Linked DNA regions of Sus scrofa: regions 1, 2, 3 and 4 are each linked to region 5. Evidence: chromatin contacts called from public Hi-C, HiChIP or PLAC-seq and promoter capture Hi-C data. All regions are on one chromosome and are shown on one strand. Each heading gives the region's core, a stretch centred on a gene start, on an enhancer-like site or on the middle of the called end of the contact. The rest is flanking DNA. Distances are from core to core; before and after follow the strand shown. Region 1 overlaps N4BP1 (NEDD4-binding protein 1). Region 2 overlaps N4BP1 (NEDD4-binding protein 1). Region 3 has its middle 18 kb from the start of N4BP1. Region 4 holds the start of N4BP1 (NEDD4-binding protein 1). Region 5 overlaps LONP2 (lon protease homolog 2, peroxisomal).

Region 1 (4,300 bases), core at 1,477-3,976, 260 kb before region 5:
AGAGTCCCAGGCTAGGGGTCTAATCAGAGCTACAGCAGCTGGCTTACACCATAGCCACAGCAACACCGGATCCTTAACCCACTGAGCGAGGCCAGGGATCGAACCCACAACCTTGTGGTTCCTAGTCAAATTTGTTTCCACTGTGCCACAACAGGAACTTCTAAATATCTTTTTTTTTTTTTTAAGTTCATTTTCCCAAGTCATTTGCTTTGCATATTTTATGCTTATATTAATTTATTTTCAGAAATCATTACCTGGGAAACTGTTTCTTTGTACCTCCACTGAATGAAGAAGCCAATATTCCATATTTATCCAAAATCGATTTGCTAATTTAGGTTTTCTTTGTTGTAGTTTGGGGGGTTTGTTTGTTATGTTAAGGATACATTGCTATTGGTTATTTCTATTTTCAGAATTCTCAGGTAGTATACACTGTTAACTAAAATATCCTGTATGCTTAACTGACAGATCATATACCCCAATGATAGACCTTTCCTTTTTCCCTAAAACTGATATAGGCTACATTTCTGTGTATTTCTCAGCACATACTTGTGTGGGTATACTATCGGGCTCTAAACTGAAAAGAATTAGAGGCACTGCTCTCGCAGCTTTTTAAGGCAGTGAGGCTTTATAGCTGATCCTTTCCATATATATCGGGCCTTTTGGGGGTTTTGGGTTTGGATTGGAAAAGGGCATATGGCTCATACATGTTCTGCACAGGAGACCAGCATGATTTTAGCTCCCTGGTCTTGTGTATCATTTCGCTTTTGGGTTTTATTACACAGGTGAAGACTTAGTTCCCAAAGGTTCTGCTTCTCTGCCTGCACCAGGAGCATAGCAGCCATTTTTTAACACCTGCTGGCTGTCTGTACCTGTCATTTTTCTTCCAGAAGTCTTAACTTGGAAATCCTCTGCTCGGCTTTAAGACCTGAGGCCTGTGTGCAAGCATCAATGCCAAGGCTCAGACTTAATGGAAGGAGCGTTCTCTGGCTCCTTTTGCAACCTCAGCAGCCTGGCAGCAGGGTCATTCCCTGCTCACCTAATGGCTCCTTACAAAAGTGTTAACTAATTGAGTAAGAGGTTGGTGATTGCTGCCCCCCACAGAGGGACTGACCTTTTGAAGTTGGGAAAAGTGTTTCTCCAGCCTCTTTTCAGCTGCAGTCAGAGTCCAGGGGGAGGCTGTTTTAACAGTGTGGATGCCCTGTGCCCACTCCCTTATACATACTCATATGGGCATCAGCATCTCACCCAGGCCTCTCTGCCCAAAGTGGGTTCCTTTTTCTGAGCCCGTCAACCAGCTCCCCACAGAGAATCAGATTCCGAAGAAGACACGGGCCCTGTTTCCAGATCTTTTGAAAGCTCCCAGGTGACTCTTGTGCGCCTGATCTAGAGCCAGGCAGCCAGGTCGGCCAGTCTTCCCAGCAGCAGGCCAGGGAGGTGGAGTTGCTCGTGAAGAGCCATCATTCCCTGTCAAGAGCAGTCTGGAGTTGGTGTCAGTGGCATCCCGGCGGGCCCCTCTGTGGGCAGCTGCCAGGTGTGCTGTGGCTGCAGTCCTACATCTTGCCTTCAGAGGCCCGGGAGCAGGAGCCCCTTGAGCCTCAAGGTCAGCAGCTGGTGTTTTCAGACAGATTTCTTACTTATAACCCAGCTCACCAGGACTTGCTTCCATTCACAGAGATATGCAGCCCCTGCTCAACGCCCTGCCAAATGTGGGCATATTTGACCCCAACTTCAGAGTCCCTGGCCCTCAGGCAGGCAGCACCAGCCATCAGCCTCCGGCCCGGATCCAGGGCACGCCACCCAGCCACTGGCTTCCTCAGCAACCCCGCTTCCCGCTGTTGTCGAACCTGTCCAGCATCCAGCAGAACTTGCCCATGCCAGCACAGCGATCTGCTGCCGAAACCAACGAGCTGAGGGAAGCCCTTCTGAAGATCTTCCCTGACTCAGAGCAAAGACTGAAAATCGACCAGATCTTAGCAGCTCATCCGTACATGAAAGATCTGAACGCGCTCTCCGCCATGGTGTTGGACTGAAGCTGTCAGGAGCTGGGGCTCAGGGCTGAGGACGCACTCGCGCTGGTATCCGCACGGCACAGCCGCAAGTGACGTAATGTGAAGAAACCAATTTCCCAGTGGAAATGCTGTTGTAGTGTATAGAAAAAAAACAGATGTTCTGTGTATAAAAAAAATCTGGGTTTTCAAAACCAGCTTTTTTTCTATATATAAATTATGCTGCTATTACAGATTTAACATTTTCTGTAAAAGGAAAGTCTACATTTTCTGCCTGTTCAGAACTGTTTAATAGCAGTTACTCTTGAGTGTACTTACATTTTTATGTTTTTTAAACTATTTTCCTTAACGCTGAAAATATTGACAAATGGATATGATTAGCCTTTCTAAATAAAAAAAAAAAAAAGTTGCTTTCTTAGGGAAAGCAAGACCTCTTAAAGTATATTTTCTTGAGATGACTATGTCACGTCCACTAACATGCAGCGTGCTCATCCCTCCCAGCTTCCTCTACCCTCACCCCTGGAATTAGAGCCCTTGGAGTTAACTTGCCTTCTCTGGGGTCTTGTCGTTGGAGCCATTTGTGAGAGTGGACCAGTGGTGCCACTAGATGGCACCTTGTACTCAGCCATTATTAGTGACCAGGGCAAAGGTGGCCGCATAGAGTATCAGGGCTGGAAGAAACTAGAGTCCATCTAGTCCAGCCCCTCTTCCCTCCTCCCTGCAGCAGAGGGAGCTGGGCTCAGAGTGCCCCCGTCTGGACGCACCCAAGTCCACAGCTGTGGACCGGACTCCTGTCCAGGGCTTGCTGTCCCTGACGGACTCTAGAAGTCACGTCTTCGCTTCTGAGGTAATAGTGAGGTGTGAGGAAGTCAAGTGAAGAGCCTCATTGTGAGAGTACTTTTGTGTCCACAACCATGGGAAATGCCCCATATGAAGTTTGTGCAGCTTTGCCAAAAAAAAAAAAAAAAGAAAAAAAAAAAAGGTTTTCTATTCTCAAAAATGACCCAAGCCAGTAAATAGCATCAGTCGCTTCTGTGGGGGCCCAGAGCCCCGTATTTATTTTTCCTGTGTTTGTCTCTAGTGTCCTCCTAAGCTGCCTTTCCCCTGAGTCTTTCTCAGAACAGATATCTCAGTATTGTGTTTTCAGTGTGGCCCAATGTTTTGTGTCAGTGAAATTCTTTTTCTGGAAAATTAATTCCTAACATCTTGAGTGTTCTCCTGACCTTCAAAGGGCTTTGTATTTTATACCTGTTCCCTCCACAGGCTGCTCACGGTCAGTTTTACATCTGCCCTGTAGCTCACTTCTCTTCTGGCCCCCGAAACGCTGCCGAGGCCTTGGTGCTGGTTTGTTCTTCGTGGTGAGAGGACTTCGTCGGCCATGAGCGATGTGGGTGGCTCCCCACAGTGCTCCCTCCAGGCATGTGTGATCCCCACACCCCTCGGGGGGTGAGTCCAGAGTCCTGCAGGTGGCCAGCCTTGTGCTTCAGCTCTCTTTACTCCTGGCTGCTCTTAAGCTGCACCATGCCGTGAAATTGGTTGTCAGCTGTGGAGCAGGTTGGGCCGAGGCACCCACCCAGCTTCGGATGTGGAGTGAGAAGACTCGAGTCTGGCCAGGAAGTGACTTCAGTCACAGCACCTGTGCCTCAGCTTCACAACTGGTGGTTTTTAAAAATGACAGCAGACTGTTGAGGGCTAGGGCCGTCTGCAGTGACTCCGACCTTCCAGGTCAAGGTTTGGGCCCGTGGCCTTGCCAATCCAGCCCTCCAGTTTCAGAGAAGGACCCAGGGGGTGTGTCTCGGTTGCCAGGGCTTCATCGCAGGTCTTCCTGGAAGGGGGTGGAGCCTCCACTGATACCTAGAGGTCAGGAGTTTTCTGGAATCTAGAAGTGACTTGGCCTTTGCATATGTGAACTTCCAAGGTCTTAGTATTGTTTCTGAGAGCTCTTTCTGCCCCTTTCCTCATTCTTGGGTACAGGAAGGAAGAAATGCAGATGATGAGGTGTGAAGAGTTCAGAACAGCATTACTCACTCACCTTGGACAATTATAACTTGAAACAAAATTCATAATTCTTTCTAAAGTCTCTCAAGTTGAGTTATATTTAATATTTAAAAACTCAATTCTCAAACCATTATTTACAAAGTTATTCCTATTCTCAGACTCCTCCTAGTACTAAGCTCAGTGTTGACGCTACGAAATAGTTTTCGATGGTCCACCTCCCGTGGTAGATTTCTAAGCTACCACTTTGGGGGCGTCAGCAGCAGTGCTGCTTATAACTCCTCTAGGCTGCCGTGCGT
Region 2 (4,037 bases), core at 550-3,049, 280 kb before region 5:
AACTCCCCTAATTCTGTATCTTGATTGAAGTTGTGTTTTCATGAATCTACACATGTGATAAAATGGCATAGAACTGCATACACCCACTGCATCCATGTCAGTGTCCTGGTTTTGATTTTGTACTATAATAATGTATGCTGTAATGGTTGGAGGAAACTGGGTAAAGTACACAGAACCTTTATGTGTTATCTTTGCAGCTTCTCATGAACCTATAATTATTTCAGAATAAAAATAAATAGCTTCAAACCACAATCTAAATGCAGTATAAGTTCAAACAAGTGGTAGTTAAAATGTCTATTTGGAGGCCTTAAAGGATGCTCACGTCAGTATTTAACACTCTGCTTGCACATCTAGGAATAAAGGACAGTCAATTACTATACTTTGTGTTTAACACAATTACTGTCTTACAAAAGTAGCTCTAATAAACTGTTCTTAAAAAAAAACAAAAAAAAACAAAACTGGGAGTTCCTTGTGGCGCAGTGGAAATGAATCCAACTGGTATCCATGAGGATGTGTGTTCGATCCCTGGCATTGCTTGGTAGAACAAGGATCTGGCATTGCCGTGAACTGTGGTGTAGGTCACAAATGTAGCTTGGATCCCTCGTGGCTGTGACTGTGACAGGCAGATGTAGCTCCACTTTGACTCCTAGCCTGGGAACCTCCATATGCCCCACTTGTCCCCGACACCCAAAAAAGGCAGAGTTCCCATTGTGGCTTAATGGAAACAAATCTGACTAGTAGATTCAGGTTCAAACTCTGGCCTTGCTCAGTGGGTTAAGGATCCAGTGTTGCCGTGAGCTGTGGTGTAGGCTGGCAGCTGCTACTCTAATTTGACCCCTAGCATGAGAACTTCTACTTCTATAATGCCACAGATGCTGCTCTAAAAAGCCAAAAAAAAAAAGCTCCTCTGTCCAGCACCAGTTATCACCACGCTCACAAATATTCCAGGTTTATCCAAAAGAACATAAAGAAGTAAAGAACTCATGACTGGACATTATACTGCTTGGGTTGAGCTTTTCCAAATTGGCACTTTCCTTGTATTTCTGGTGTTTCGTTTCCTGCTGGGAATTTTTTTTTTTCCTTTTTACAGCCGTACCTGTGGCATATGGAAGTTCCCAGGCCAGGGATTGAATTGGAACTGAAGCTGAGGCCTATGCCACAGCCACAGCAGTGCCGGATCCTTGACCCACTGAGTGAGGCCAGGGATTGAACCTGCATCCTCATTGGGACAACAGGTTCTTAACTCACTGAGTCACAGTGGGAACTCCTCCTCACAGGAATTTTGTAATGCGAAATGTGTAAAGAAGGAATATGTACACACTTGTATATAAATTCTCATGGAAGATATGTGGCCATTATGAGAGCAAGTATACCTAGTAGGTCCAAGTTTGTAAAACCTCATCGTAACTGGTGATACACAAGTTGAATTTTTAAATAATACCATTTTGGATAACGCAATTCTAATTTTGGTTGAAAGTGTAGATCAGGTATTGCCAGGCTTATGTCTTACAGCTGTCTGTCCAAAAAGTTTTCACTGCTAATTTAAGTAACAGTGCTTTTATTATTTAGTCAACACCTGTCAGACACTGTTGTCAAAACTTTACATTCTCATTGAATTTCCTCAAAACACCTAAGATAGCATTAGCCTCTCACAGTTGCAGAAACTGGGCTCAGAGGGGCTTGGTAACTTGAGCAAGGTCACCAGTTGTAAGGCTGGAATTTGAGCCTAGGAGCTGACTGCAGTGCTCAAGTTATTAGCAAGTATGTTCCACGGTCACTGTGAGTGCCCCCTTGTTTACGTGATTCACACTTCTGCCTCCAGTGGCAACCGAATTGCTCAAGAACCCAGTTCCCTTTCTTACCTTGTTCAGACCTCTTTCAATACCAATTCACTAGAAACCCTAGCCTTATCTCTGAGAATGGCAGTACTACTCTGCACTTTGTGGTTCTTTATATTTAGATCTACATTTAAATAGCCTGGTCTTTCTTAGTAAATAGACATAAAATTATATAGCATATACATTGTTCCAGGCAGCTGGAAAGTTTTGTTTTTGTTTTTTGTTAATTTATTGTTTTGTTTTGTTTTTTAAATCAGTCTGTTTTATTTGGAAACAGTAGTAGCAAAGCAAAAGTCAGGGTTTGTTCTGGAGTAAAAGTTATTTGACTTGATTATCTTCTCTCTTAATTATATCATAGTTTTAAAAAGTGACTAGTAGCAAGCAAAGATGTTTATTGTTTATAGACGTAAATAAATCCAGTCTTGTCATTAACCACTGTGCAGCTGGGCAGACCCCTAAGATCACATGGCAAGATACACTATTGAAAAATGATATAAATACCTGCCTTTTAGACTTAGATGCACAGTTTTCAGTTCCTCTGAAAACAGTTAAGCAACTTATATTTGTTATTTTAAATATTTTAGATAAAATGTGGTATCTTCCCCAAAGATATTAGCATGCTTTTTTTTTTTTTTTTTTAAATCTTTTTAGGGCTGTACTCACAGCATATGGAAGTTACCAGGCTACGGATCGAGTCCGAGCTGTAACCACCTCTACCACAGCCACAGCAAGGCCAGATCCAGGCCCTGTCTGCGACCTACACCACAGCTCACAGCAACACCAATCCTTAACTCACTGAGCAAGGCCAGGGATCGAACCCGCATGCTCATGGATACTAATCAGATTCGTTTCTGCTGAGCCACCATGGGAACTCCCAGCATGCTCTGGATTTTTATACAGCTTGACATTTGTAATCTCACGTGTAACATAATATATGTGCTGTAAGGAGCTTTGGTAAATTGATCTCATTTTTCTTCTCTTCTCTTTGCAGGAATATATTAAAGGAATCTGTGAACCTGAACTAGAAGAAAGAGAATGTTACCCCAAGGCCATGCACTGCATTTTTGTTGGGGCTCAGAGCCTGTTTCTGAAGAGCTTGATTCAGGACACCTGTGCCGATCTCTGCATTCTCGACATCGGTCTTCTGGGCATCAGAGGAAGTGCCGAAGCTGTGGTCATGGCTCGGAGTCACATTCAGCAGTTTGTAAAGCTCTTCGAGAATAATGAGAACCTACCCAACAGCCAAAAAGAATCAGAGGTAAAAAGGGAATTTAAACAATTTGTTGAAGCTCGTGCAGACAGTTACACAATGGACTTGTTGATTTTGCCCACTTCCTTGAAAAAAGAACTTTTGGCACTGACCCAGGGCGAGGAGAATCTATTTGAAACAGGAGACAATGATGTTGTTGAAATTAGAGATTCTAAACAAAGAGAGTTTACGCAGAGTGCTGCCGCAGGGCTGAATATTTCCAGAGATGAAATTGTTTTGCAGGAAGATGCAAGAAACAAAGCTGGGACTCCCGTTACTGAGCTTACAAAACAAATGGACACAGTCTTTTCTAGCTCACAAGATGTCCTTTTTGTTCCAATAAATGGACTAACCCCAGATGAAGAGGCGCTTTCCAAAGATAGAGTTTGTCACAAAAGGAGATTTTCTGATTCTGAAGAAAGGCATACCAAGAAACAATTTTCTCTGGAAAATGTTCAAGAGGGAGAGCTTTTACATGAAGGTAAGACATTAGCTGGAAATGTAATCATTGACCTATCTGATTCTTCTACTGATGCCGAAAATTTAAATCCAGATGTAAAAGACACTACTGAGGAAATGGAATACAATATCCTCGTCAACTTTTTTAAAACCATGGGCTATTCTCAAGAAATTGTTGAAAAGGTCATTAGGGAGTACGGGCCAACTACTGAACCATTATTGCTGTTGGAGGAAATTGAGAAAGAAAATAAAAGATTCCAAGAAGAGAGAGAATTTTTACCTGGTACTACGTACCCAGAGACCAACAAAACCAAAAATAAAGGTGTTTGTAGCAGCGTAAATGAACTTACGACAGATTCCACTCCAAAGAAAACACAGACTCACACACAGCAAAACATGGTAGAAAAATTTTCTCAGCTACCATTCAAAGTTGAATCAAAACCATGTACCTCAAATTGCAAAATTAATACTTTCAGAACAGTGCCAATAGA
Region 3 (4,195 bases), core at 262-2,761, 330 kb before region 5:
AGAACTTCCATATGCTGCACAGCTTTCAGCTGTGAGAAGAAAAAAAAATCTTGAATGAATAAATAAATATCATCCGTTCCATGCAGTTCGTAACTCAGACATGTCTAAGGTGTTGCCCCCACTTTTGATTTAAAACAAGTCCTGTAGGAGTTCCTGCTATAGTGCTGTGGGTTAATAAACAGACGACAGGGGCTCTGATTGCAGCTGAGGCTCGGATTCAATTCCTGGCCTGGAATTTCCATCTGCTGCAGGAAAAACTTCCACTTCTATGCTGCCATAAAATTTTTTTTTAATTTTTTTAATTAAAAAAAAAAAAAAGTCCTGTAGCCTGGCCCTGGGCACCTCCTGTCAGACCTGGGCATCCTCCTCTCCCAGACTCTGCCCGAGGGTGATTCTCCATCCTCTCCCCCCAGCTATTACAATAGCTTCTTTTTTTTTTTTTTCCTTTTTGTCTTTTTGCCTTTTCTTGAGCCGCTTCCACGGCATATGGAGATTCCCAGGCTAGGGGTCGAATCGGAGCTGTAGCCACTAGCCTACACCAGAGCCACAGCAACGTGGGATCTGAGCCAAGTCTGCAACCTACACCACAGCTCATGGCAACGCCAGATCCTTAACCCACTGAGCAAGGCCAGGGACCAAACCCGCAACCCCATGGTTCCTAGTCGGATTCGTTAACCACTGAGCCACGACGGGAACTCCACAATAGCTTCTTAACTCTTTCTGCCACCAGCTCTCGCCCCTCCTAACCCACAGAGTAGGGGTCGCTGCCCTGCTCGAAATCTTTCTATGGCCCCACTGCCTCAGGCTAAATCCAGACTCTAAAATCGTCCACCAGCCTATGCAGCTGGGCCCCAGCTCCCACCATGCCTCTTTCTCTCATCTACCTCCATCCTACTCCAGACTACAGAATTTTTCACTGCAGCCAAAAAGCTCTCCTGCATACCTTTATATCATCTGCCCTCTCTGCCAAAAAAGCTCTCCTCTGCCTCTTTCATCAGTTTTTCTCTGGCTTGTCCTTGAGGACTTGAATACCACCTCTTCCAGGAAGCCTTCCCTAACTGCTCCTCTGGCTGAGTGGGCTGCCCCTTCTCAGGGCTCACAGATCTCCCCATGCTTCCTGTGTCTGACTTTTTTTTTTTATCTTTTTAGGGCTGCACCCAAAGCATATGGAGGTTCCCAGGCTAGGGGTCAAATCAGAGGTGCAGCCGCTGGCCTACCCCACAGCTCATGGCAATGCCAGATCCTTAACCCACTGAGCGAGGCCAGGGATTGCACCTGTGTCCTCATGGATACTAGTCAGATTTGTTTCCACTGAGCCACAATGGGGACTCCCTGTGTCAGAGGTCTAACTTCACCCTGAGATTGTGTGTGCCTTGAGGACGGGAATTTTGTCTTATCCTATAATCCTAGCTTGAATCACAGCATCTATGCATAGCAGGCACTCAGTGAATGAGAAGGGGCAGGCAGGCAGGAAGAGAAGCAGGGAGGAAAGAAGGAAATTACTCATCACAAACATTCAGCGGTCTTTGGAACACATGGCAGGGCTGCACCTCCCCCATCCACTTGAGCTCATGCACAGTCTCGCCACCTGCTTTGGCCCATGAAATGTGAGTGTCACATGTCACGGCTGTGCAGAAGCAGAGATCTGTGGTCCCCAGGCTCTTCACTGCCTGCAGGGTCTTAGGATCATTTGTTGAGAGGCAGCCTCTGTCGGCTGGGGCCCCTGAGTAATTAAGCTGAGCAGAGCCCTGGCTGACCTGTAGTGGACCTGTAGCATTGATGAGAAAGATTGTGTGTTCTTTCAGCTGCTGAGATGTCACGGTTTATTGTTAACCCAGCATAATCATATCTGTTCAGACTGAGGCAGTTGCTTTGAGGTGCTAGGGAAAATTACATATTTTTAACCTTTTATTCCCGCAAGAATATCAGATACCCCCTAGCCTTTCCCACTGCCATGCAATTTTAAATCCATTTTTGTGTTTCCCAATGGCTTCCCTGGATCCTACAAAGATGCTGTAAGATTAACAGCTCAAATAGTATCCCCTGCCCCTCTCCTACATGCTCAGAAAGATTAGGTGAGTGACTTCTGAGTCCCTGGTTAGGAGAGAGGGGCTCTTTTGCCAGACCTTTTGTCTCTGACTCCTGGCCCAGCACTCATTGCCTGGCTCTAGTCAATAAAATAGCATTGGTCCGGAAATAGTCTAAAATTGCCAGTCTACGGGAGTTTCTGCTGTGGCACAGCAGAAACAAATCCGACTAGGAACCATGGGGTTGCGGGTTGGATCCCTGGCCTTGCTTAGTGGGTTGGGGATCTGGCTTTGTCATGAGCCGTGGTATAGGTCACAGATGAGACGTGGATCCCAAGTTGCTGCGGCTGTGGCGTAGGCTGGCAGCTGTAGCTTTGATTCAACACCTAGACTGGGAACTTCTATATGCCATGGGTGCGCCCCCCCCAAAAAAAAATTTTTAAAGTGAAAAAAAATAATAAAATAAAATAAAATTGCCAGTCTACATCAGAAAGGCTGCCTTCTCTTGCCACAGAGGAAATATATCAGAATATATATCAGAACTGTTAGAATTGCTGGCTTTGGAGCCAGGCTGCCCTGAGTTCCCTCCCAGCTCCAGCTTTCACCTCCCAGCCACCCTAAGCAAATCCCTTCATCCCTATCCATCTCTGCTCCCCTGCAACATGGGGGAAACAAAAGCACCTACTTTATACTCTTGTTGTGCGTTTCAAATAAACTAATCCATGAGGAGGACCTGGCACAGTGTCAGATGGATTGGAAAGGCTCAATAATATATAGCTGTCACTATCCTATAATCCCAGACAGAAATCGCTCAGTCCCTACTCTGGGGGGCGTTTTGGACTGTAATGCCAGGCTCCTGCCACAGGGTGGCACTCTTGGCTCTGGCCTCCCTTCCTTCCCGAGTCTCCAAAGCGTCATTGCTCAAGAGGCCAGGGTGGGTAAGGACGAAAGGCAGACCTAGAAAAAGATAAAAAGTCTGGGCGCTCCAGCCAAGCCCTGTCACATCAAAAGTGCAGAACCTGTTTCACTGATTCATCTTTGCCGGCTCTTACAGCTGGATTCCCAAGCCTGGCTGGTCTCCAAGCTTCAGAAGAGGCTGAAGGAACCGGTAAAACTGGCTTGTCTGGCTTCATCCCTCGCACCTCGGTGGGAAGGTCAGGAGTCAGGCCTGGGAGTCTGATGGAGAAGAGTGATTGAAAGTCACTGCCATACACAAATGAGCCTATCTACAGACCAGAAACCGACTCACAGGCTTGGAGAACAGACTTGTGGTTGCCAAAGGGGAGGAGGATGGAGTGGGATGGACTGGGAGTTTGGGGTTAGCAGATGCAAACTTATCCATTTAAAATGGATAAGCAGTGAGCTCTAATTGTACAGCACAGTGAACTAGATCCAGTCTCTTATGATAGAACATAATGAAAGATAATATGAGAGAAAGAATGTATATATATACATATATGTGTAAGACTGGATCCCTTTGCTGTACAGCAGAAATTGACACGACATTGTAAATTAACTATAATTTATTAAAAAAAAAAAAAAAAAAGAAAGAAAGTCAGAGTTCCTGTTGTGGCACAGTGGAAACGAATCCGGCTAGTATCCATGAGGATGCGGGTTGGATCCCCCGCCTTGCTCAGTGGTTGGGGATGCAGTATTACCAGGAGCTGTGGTGCAGGGTGAGCTGTGATGTAGGCCAGCAGCTGTAGCTCCGATTCGACCCCCTAGCCTGGGAAATTCCCTATGCCACAGGTGCCGCCCTAAAAAGCAAAAATAAATAAATAAAAATAAATAAAAAAAGAAAGTTATTGCCATAGAGCAGAGCTCTCAGGCATTTTAACACACATGCAAATGACCTGGGGATTCTGAAGGCAGATTCTGATTCAGCTGGTCTGGGGGAGGCCTGGGATTCTGCATTTCTAACAAGCTCTCAGGTGATGCCCAGGCTGCTGGTCCACGCATCCTACTCTGAGTACCAAGAGCCTAAAAGACCAACTCCATGGCCTGGCTGATGGAAGCAGCATACACGCCCTGAGTGTTGGTGATGTGTCAGCTCCTTATGAGTGCTGATTCACTGAGCCCTCAGGACAGCCCCATGCAATCAGCACCACTGTCCCTGTTTTATGGAGGAGAAACAAAAACATCAGGACACGGCCCCACAGCCAAAACAG
Region 4 (3,855 bases), core at 133-2,632, 310 kb before region 5:
GGGGCACTAGGGGATCACACCTGCCTGAACTTCTGAGGCAAATGGAAAACCCCAGCAGCCCGGATCCTTGAGGTTTTACCTCGGGTATTCCCTCTTACCAAAACCATTCCCCCTTGGCCTTTCCAACTGCCACATCTTTAGATCCCCTTCTTTCTCCTCAAGGGGGAATCTATACAGAGGGAGGGGACCCCCAGGCTCACATGGTCAGTATGGCTGCATAATCCATACAAAACTTTTCTGTGAAAATGAAGCCTTTAGTATATGGCTAATTTAGTAATAACAGCTACTACTTGGTGCTCACTTACCGTGTCCAGGTACTATATATTAATTTTCACAATAATAGGAAGTACTATTGTTATCTACATTGACAGACGAGACAGTATAACATAGACAAGTACGTTCATGGTTCCTAATTATCATGGTATCTAATTATCCAACATTTAGCCCAAAGGAAACCACTTTATCTTCCACAACCTGTTTCCATGGACTCAGAGAATGAAAAACCTGGAAAGACTTTGGAGATAACTAAGAGCAACTGTTGAATTTACAGATGGGAAAACGGACCTGGAGAGGGCTTAGGGTATACTTTCCCAAACCCCCACTGACATCATGGAAGAGCCCCTAATCCCCCACTTCTGGTACTTCTATGTCACATTCTCCTCCTCCCCACTCAGAAGAAACCACTCTTCTGAATTTTCCCTAATTATTTCTTTGCTTTTCAAATCACCATACACATTACTCCCATTTTCTTCTCTTCCCGTCAACATTTTTATTTAAGAACAAAGTAAAGTAATGGAAAGAGGGAAGCAAAGGACAGGCAGGGAGACAGGAGGGTGGGGGAGGGAGAGAAGGAAGGAGGAAGAGAGAAAAACCATCGGTCAATTACTGAGAAGCCGATAACTCAATCTGTTAGAGCCCTAGATTGGGCTGCAAGATGTCTGAAGAAAAGCCAGATCCCTTGTGTGACACCGGCTCCGTCCCGCCTACTGGCTCGGAGCCTCCACCTCAACTGTAAATCCAGAAATTCACCATCCACCAGGTCGCCCAAAGCGTCGCACCCTCACCAAAGACAGCCCAGGTTCCTGCCTTCGTTCTGCCCTAAACAAGCATGGCGACTGCGCGTGACGTCGCCTCCGTCGCCTACACTCCAGCCCCAGCCCCTCGGGGGCGGCGATTCTCAATGACGGCGGCGGGCGGTGCGCAGGCGCGGCTGCGGGGCCCGGCCCGCGGCGGCGGCGGCGGCGGCGGCAGCGGCGACGGCAGCGGCGCAGGGGCTATTTCCCCGCAGTTGCCCAGCTGTGGCGGCCGCGCGGGGATGGTGTAGCCGGGCCTCCGGGCAGGCGGCGGGGCGCGGGCCGAGGCGAGGCGGCCGGGAGGGCCGACGCCGACTGACCGGCTCGAGTGTAGCGGCAGCACGCTGAGGGGGCGTCGCCGCCGCCGGCCCCCGGCGCCGCCGCGGGAGGCCGCGCCCGCCATGGCGGCCCGGGCGGTGCTGGACGAATTTACGGCGCCAGCCGAGAAGGCGGCGCTGCTGGAGCGGAGCCGCGGCCGCATCGAGGGCCTGTTCGGCGTGAGCCTGGCGGTGCTCGGCGCGCTCGGGGCCGAGGAACCTCTGCCCGCGCGCATCTGGCTGCAGCTCCTCGGGGCGCAGGAGGCGGTGCACAGCGCCAAGGTGAGTGCGGCCGCCGCCCCCGCGCGATCGCCTTCCCCGGCCCGGCCCCAGCGCGCGCGCGCGCAGCTTTCCGTCGGTCGGGGTCCCTGGGCACCCCCACACACCCTTTCCTTCTTGCCCTTCATGCGCGGACTCCGCGACGCGCGATGGTGGGAGTGCAATCTCCCGAGCCTCGGCTCTCGAGCCATGTGACCTTGGGTTAGCGGTTTTATCCTCGGCGCCTCAGTTTCCCTGTTTGTAGAGTGGCGCTGACGACAGCACTTGACTTGAAGGGCTTTCGCGAGGATTCGATTAGGTGATTGTGTAAAGCGCGGTGCACAGTGACTGGCAAGGAGTGAACGAGCTAAGAATGTTGCCTGTTGTTGTCTTTCCCCCCTAGCCCTCGGGCTGGTGCGCAGGACCTGATGGCTGGGCCCGCAGCTTTCTGGCCCACCACCTCAGCCGCTTTTCTCTTCCCAGGTCTCCTCTGGGAAGGTTCAAAGGGGTTCTGAACCTTTGGGGGGGGTGTCAGACCCCTTTTGAAAGAGTGAGCAAAACCATGTTGGTAGTACGTTCCTCAGAACATCAAGAAGAGAGGGATGTTTATAACAGTGTTTAGAATAGCTTTGTTCCCTGTATCGATTTTACGTACAACTAACATTTATTGAATGGTTATAGCACCTCAGACGTTAAGTACTGCAGAAGGATTCCTTAAAAAATCCAGTGAGGTAGATTTTTGTTGTCTTCCTGTCTTAAACAGCTGGGGAAACTGAAACTTTCGAAGAGGTGACTCACCCTCTCTCTAAATCAGCATTTCAGACTTATACCTCTTTTGGACACCTTCAGCTATTCCCTTCCTTCCTCAAGCCAAAAGACAGCAAGACTTCTGGGGAGCCAGGTTCCTCCAGGTTTTCCCATTGAGTAAGTGGGAGAGTCAGGATTCAGACTGGGGTGGTGCTTGTCCTTAATACCCATCTCCCAAATGATGACCCCTCTGAGGGAGGGAAATTTCACAGTGTCCTGGAAGGATCTGATTAGCTGTAACTTCTGGCTTTCTTAGATTAAGAACCCTGAATGCTTGCTTTTAATATGTTTAGAGGAATTAGGAAACGTAATAGCCTGATTCTTCTCCACAGCTTGATTTAAAGCACTGCAGATGTTGAGTCAAGTTAGCTTTCCTGTTCCTGATTTTTTGAAACCAATGATCTGATTTCCGACAACTGGTCTCCCTCCTTGTTTTCACCCCAGCCACTCAATTTCTCCCACTCCTGAAGGCGAAAAAATTTGACATGTCTAAGTCCTATTGTGGCTTCTAAAAGTCTCTTAGGTGTATTCCTTCCTTTCTTTTCCATCACTTTTGTAGCAGTTAAAACCTTCTTTCTTGGTCTGTGCCCTCCCTTTATTGTCTTCACTTCACCCCTTCTTCTCTCCCTAGCACAACTTGCATTAGACTAATTTTTCCACAAAAAGTCATTCTCCTGTCCCGGAATCGCCTCGAGCCTCCTGTTGTCTGTCTTATTCACTCCAGACTTCTCTGATTTACAAAACCCTTATTAGTCCAACCCCACTTTAATTTCCCAATTCTCTGCGTTAACAGCTCTCAGCTTAAACCTCCATTGTAGTCTCACTAGCCTCACTGCTTTTACTGTGTCCTCTGCCTGCTCCCAGTTCAGCATTACTCGAGGCTGACCACAAGCATGGAAAGTGCTTCTTTTTCTTTCTTTCTTTCTTTTTTTTTTGCTCTACAGAAAAACCCTGCCGGACCTCCCAACTCCAGTGCTCGTGCCTGTTTCTGTTGTGCAGTCCAACATAAGCTAATTGGAAAAGGTGTGTCTTACAGTATCTCAGTAGCATGTGTCACCTGCCTATTTATCTTTGTTATACGTGTTACTCATTATCCAACTCTCCCATTTGTAAGAAATTCTTTTTTTTTTTTTTCCCCTCTTGAGATTCCTGGGTAAGAGTTGAATGCCATACTCAAGGGGCTTTTTGTTCTTGGTAATTCATTATGGAGTTTGTTTTGCATTCTTTTGAGGAAGAGAATATTAACTTGGTTTTTAAAAATTAAGGACAGGAAAACAAACTTCAGCATCTGCAGTTAAGCTGTGGAGAAGGAGAAGGTTTGGGGAAGGAAGATTTAGAGTAAAGAATTTTTTAAATTAGCTGGTAGAATCTCTGATTAGCTGGCAACTTTCTGGGTCCCA
Region 5 (4,300 bases), core at 1,369-3,868:
CCCTGGCCTTTCTCAGTGGGTTAAGGATCCGGCGTTGCCGTGAGCTGTGGTGTACGTCCCAGACGCGGCTCGGGTCCTGAGTTGCTGTGGCTGTGGTGTAGGCCGGTGGCTACAGCTCCGATGAGACCCTTAGCCTGGGAATCTCCATATGCTGTGGGAGCAGCCCCAGAAAAGGCAAAAAGACAAAAAAAAAAAAAAAAAAAAAAAATGGATTCATAGTTGTAATTGTTACAGGTGGTACACAGGTTTATGAGGGCTATTCAACTAATGTATAAGATACTCAAAAACAAAGTGTCTACACAGCTCAAAATGTTAAGTTCCAAGATCAGCATTTTTCATTTTCCAAAAAGTAGTCTGTATATACTGCAAAAAACAACTACACAGAATTACAACACCATCTGTTTACAGCTCCATGATCATCAACTATTTACTACTCTGCACCATCCCTAGATATATTCAAATCTAATGTAACCCAAGAGGCCGGTCAGCCTGTTGCCGCCAAGAACATCCAAATGTCAGGAATAAGGTGTGTCTTTATTTACCTCCTTTCCACTATGTAGAGAAGGGAGAAAAACAAACATTTTACCATCAATTTTTCCATGCCCATCCAATTAAGGAGCTCTTATGGGCTTTAACACAAGCTATTAAAATTATATTTACAATTTGTAATATAAAAAGTTTGTTATAGGAATTCCCGTCGTGATTCAGTGGAAACGAAATCAGACTAGCATCCATGAGGACACAGGTTCAATCCCTGACCTCACTCAGTGGGTTAAGGATCCGCCATTGCCGTGAGCTGTGGACTAGGCCAGAGGCAATAGCTCCGATTAGACCCCTAGTCTGGGAACCTCTATATGCCACAAGGGCAGCCCTAAAAAGCAAAAAAAAAAAAAAAAAAGTTTGTTACAATGTTAAGTGGAAAGGATAGGATTATAATTCCATCGTTTTTTTGTTTTTTTTTTTTTTTTTTAAGACGGTGGGGGCAAAAGGTGCCCAATGAAAAGTCTGGCCAGGAATAAAATATTAAAAGTGATTACATTTGTATGGGAGAAAAACATGACAATTTTTTTCCTTTTCCAGATTTTCTTCCAAGGGGAAACACACCCGTCTCAAACTGGAGAAAATAATAAACCTGAAAGAGATCCTCATGATCTCTTTTTAAAAAAGAAAAACAGTCTTTAAGGAACTAAAAATAGTCTTTAATACAGCATGTCTAAACAAATCAAATTGTTCTTACAGCAGTCAGTCCTAAATCTTCTTAGACAGTCACTTGTTTGGACGCACTCATCTAAAGGACTGCATGACTTCCAACACGTAATCACATTTTAATCTGACCTGAATGCACACAGCACTTAGGGATCACTTACTACTCGGCCATGTCTGGTGCGGTGGCGACAGCACCGGGTGACACAAAGGAGCAGAAGGTGTGGGAAAACCCCTATCCTACAGAGCTCCTGCTTCATATGTTTACACTTTCTCTCTCCAGGTATGTATTAGCAATGCCAGAGGCCTGTATTATTTAGTCATTCAAAGAGCACAACAGACAGTAAGTGGTCAGTGCAGAGGAGAGCAGGGCACAGCCGACTGCACTTATCTTAAAGGAGGAAGCCTTGCGTTGGGGCCTCAAGAGAAACCGGTAAGGTTTAGAGGCAGAGAGGCGCTGTATGCAAATACAGGTTATAAGGAGGCTAGTGAGCACACTGCAATGTGTCTGGCACACTAGGCTAAATATATATTAAAAGCGTGCTGCTTCAGTTATTTTTCCCTTGTAGAGATTAAGAATGAAAGAGCTAATTTAATATTTAAAGCATGGCCATTTCGGGTTACAGACGAAAATTTAAGAATGGAGAAGGCAAAAGTTGATTTTTCTTCTCTTCTGTTTGAAAACTGAGCCAAGGATTCCTGGCAGCGATAAAATTTTATCATCTGAACAAACACTTGGTAAGCGACTTCCAAAGAATTACCGTCACCAATAACTTGAGAACTATCACAAGAGTAATATAATTCACCGAGGAACAGCTAATGGAGAAAAGAATGTTACATGAACATGATTTCATAAAACTTCATTCTAAAAGAAGTCACTTTATACTTACTGCCTATGAACTGATTTAAAAATAAAAATGTAAGTCATAAAAACTGACAGATGAGAACAGACATTCTGTGGCTTATAAGGTAGTTAGAAAAGTCCCAACGGAGATAATGAGAAATGAGAAAGGCTAAGACTGGAAAAAATGCATTAGTTAATATGCAGCATAAATATGACTATTCTTCCTTTAATCCACTCAAAATAATATCAACCAAAACAATGGGCCAATGTTTAGTCGGATCCCTATAATGTTCCCAGTTTCAGATTTAAACGTAAAGCGAGTCTTTCTTTTTCTTCCCCATCTCCCGCCTCGTGATCACTTTCACGCTGAAAGACATGTCTTAGGTTGATTTTAAAATCAATTCCGAATGTATTAGCATCTTCCTTCACATAAACAGGTACTTCTACCAAAAGGCTGGAGCTCCATGCAGGGCAAAAAGGGAAAGTCAACAACAGGATCGAGAGAATAAGCAGGACAGACAACAGAAAGCAGCTCTGTTTTCCCCTGGCTATTTTAAGGCTGCAGAACAGTGCTGCCTACTCAGGCTGAGCAAAAACAAAACTTCGCCTGAACTCTGCTTGTGAGCATGTGACCAGTACTTAAATGCCATGACCTGGGTGTTCCCAAAATGCCTCAACTGTCACATGGAACCACTTGTTCCTGCACACCCCACCCCTGGTCATGCTCTAATCCTCTACTGTTCTTTCTCCCCTCCAGTCGCCTCCTCGACCCCTACCTCTGACACAGGCGCACAGTCTGCTCCCAATCCCTCCATCCCTCTAGTTAACCACAGCCCCCTCTCTACCTGCTTCCAAACCGGTTTTCACGTAATTTTCTCCAGGCTTTGATAATTGAGAGGGTGGGTGGGGAGTAAGACCCCAACAGCACAAGGGCAGGTTGTTGGAGTGTTTAATGAAACGTCTGGTACAGTGACGGCTAGGGAGTACTTACTTACCAGCAAGGTGTATCGGAAATCAGGCTTTCAGAATGACTCAAAAGACAAATTCACATACTTTTTATTTGGCAATGATTATAACCTCAATATGCACCATACATTTCTAAAAACCTTATACTTACACATACAAAAGCTCCCTTCACAAAAGACTCAATAAAGAAAATAAATTCTTGGAGTTCCCTTCCTGGCTCAGCAGTTAAGGAACCCAACTAGGATCCATGAGGATATGGATCCGATCCCTGGCCTTGCTCAGTGGGTTAGGGATCCGGAGTTTCTGTGAGCTGTGGTGTAGGTCACAGACATGGTTTAGGTCCCAAGTGTGGCTGTGGCATAAGCTGGCAGCTGTAGCTCCAATTCGACTCCTAGCCTGGGAACCTCCACGTGCCTCAGGTACAGCTCTAAAAAGGAAAAAAAAAAGAAAAAAAAAAAAAAAAGAAAAGAAATTCTTGGAGTTTCCATTATGGCTCAGTGGGTTAAGGACCTGATGTTGTATCCATGAGGATGTGCGATCAATCCCTGGCTCTGCTCCGTGGGTTTAGGATCCAGCATTGCTACAGTGTAGGTCACAGATGTGGCTCAGATCTGGCATTGCTGTAGCTGTAGCTCCCATTTGACTCCTTGCCAGGGAACTTCCATATGCCATAGGTGTGGCCATAAAAAGGAAAAAAAAAAAAAAGAAGAAATTTTTATCTTCTTTAGATTCAGTTCTCTTAATGACAGCCACATACACAAAGGTATACTCACTTGAAAAAAGTGAACAAATTTTATATCAATTTCAGTGAAGATTTAAAACAGAAATCTGTCGGAGTTCCCAGTGGTTAACAAACCCGACTAGCATCCACGAGGATGCGTGTTCAATCCCTGGCCTCGCTCAGTGGATTAAGGATCCGGCGTTGCCATGAGCTGTGGTGTAGATTGCAGACGTGGCTCGGATCCCGTGTTGCTGTGGCTCTTGCATAGGCCAGTGGCTACAGCTCCAATTGGACCCCTAGCCTGGGAACCTTCATATGCCACGGGTACAGCCCTAAAAAGACAAACACAAACACACACACACACACACACACACACGCACGCATGCACGCACAAAAGAAAGAAACCCAGAAGTCTGTCTAAACTCGCCATGTTCCTAACAAGTGGTGGGATTATGACAGTACATATTACCTATGAACAAACATCACAGAAACTACATTTTCTACAATCCTGCCACATTAATTAAATAAATGCCAAAACCAGGATATTTTGGGTACAATTTAAAAAT

The links. Promoter capture Hi-C pulls out the DNA fragments that hold promoters and counts their contacts. Hi-C and Micro-C count contacts between places; a contact is called where the count stands out from the background. HiChIP or PLAC-seq counts read pairs in DNA pulled down with a chosen protein or histone mark.
Region 1: a contact with region 5 is called in an H3K27ac HiChIP or PLAC-seq map of skeletal muscle. The contact joins two enhancer-like sites. A contact is called at or near these places in 16 of 47 Hi-C or Micro-C datasets (alveolar macrophages, brain, embryonic fibroblasts and 10 more) and 2 of 2 datasets of contacts at active chromatin or transcription factors (alveolar macrophages and skeletal muscle).
Region 2: an H3K27ac HiChIP or PLAC-seq map of alveolar macrophages shows a contact between it and region 5. The contact joins two enhancer-like sites. A contact is called at or near these places in 5 of 47 Hi-C or Micro-C datasets (embryonic fibroblasts, fetal heart ventricle, omental adipose tissue and 2 more) and 2 of 2 datasets of contacts at active chromatin or transcription factors (alveolar macrophages and skeletal muscle).
Region 3: a contact with region 5 is called in a Hi-C map of fetal skeletal muscle, with 4 times the contacts expected there. The contact joins two enhancer-like sites. A contact is called at or near these places in 19 of 47 Hi-C or Micro-C datasets (alveolar macrophages, blood, brain and 11 more) and 2 of 2 datasets of contacts at active chromatin or transcription factors (alveolar macrophages and skeletal muscle).
Region 4: a contact with region 5 is called in a promoter capture Hi-C map of fetal liver, with 4 times the contacts expected there. The contact joins the promoter of N4BP1 here to the enhancer-like site in region 5. A contact is called at or near these places in 4 of 5 promoter capture datasets (fetal liver, fetal skeletal muscle and liver), 17 of 47 Hi-C or Micro-C datasets (brain, embryonic fibroblasts, epiblast stem cells and 9 more) and 2 of 2 datasets of contacts at active chromatin or transcription factors (alveolar macrophages and skeletal muscle).

Annotation. Positions count from the first base shown.
Region 1 is chr6:36,171,550-36,175,849 of Sscrofa11.1, forward strand. N4BP1 (NEDD4-binding protein 1) reads left to right here. Exons shown (of 7, transcript XM_003126990.5): 7 at 1,673-4,300. The coding sequence ends at 2,030. Among named protein-coding and RNA genes, the nearest start is that of N4BP1, 52 kb to the left of the region's middle. Within about 2 kb of position 2,727, at least 16 of the 83 cell types and tissues checked have an H3K27ac peak or open chromatin away from gene starts, as enhancers often do. A contact at or near this core is called in alveolar macrophages, omental adipose tissue, retroperitoneal adipose tissue and 1 more, where this site is marked.
Region 2 is chr6:36,151,917-36,155,953 of Sscrofa11.1, forward strand. It overlaps N4BP1 (NEDD4-binding protein 1), which reads left to right. Exons shown (of 7, transcript XM_003126990.5): 2 at 2,830-4,037. Among named protein-coding and RNA genes, the nearest start is that of N4BP1, 32 kb to the left of the region's middle. Within about 2 kb of position 1,800, at least 5 of the 83 cell types and tissues checked have an H3K27ac peak or open chromatin away from gene starts, as enhancers often do. A contact at or near this core is called in alveolar macrophages and skeletal muscle, where this site is marked.
Region 3 is chr6:36,102,065-36,106,259 of Sscrofa11.1, forward strand. No RefSeq gene overlaps it. Among named protein-coding and RNA genes, the nearest start is that of N4BP1, 18 kb to the right of the region's middle. Within about 2 kb of position 1,512, at least 21 of the 83 cell types and tissues checked have an H3K27ac peak or open chromatin away from gene starts, as enhancers often do. A contact at or near this core is called in alveolar macrophages, fetal skeletal muscle and skeletal muscle, where this site is marked.
Region 4 is chr6:36,120,807-36,124,661 of Sscrofa11.1, forward strand. N4BP1 (NEDD4-binding protein 1) reads left to right here and starts at 1,383. Exons shown (of 7, transcript XM_003126990.5): 1 at 1,383-1,672. The coding sequence starts at 1,475.
Region 5 is chr6:36,432,908-36,437,207 of Sscrofa11.1, forward strand. All of the region lies in intron 7 of LONP2 (lon protease homolog 2, peroxisomal), which reads right to left. Among named protein-coding and RNA genes, the nearest start is that of ABCC11, 27 kb to the right of the region's middle. Within about 2 kb of position 2,619, at least 40 of the 83 cell types and tissues checked have an H3K27ac peak or open chromatin away from gene starts, as enhancers often do. A contact at or near this core is called in alveolar macrophages, brain, fetal liver and 7 more, where this site is marked.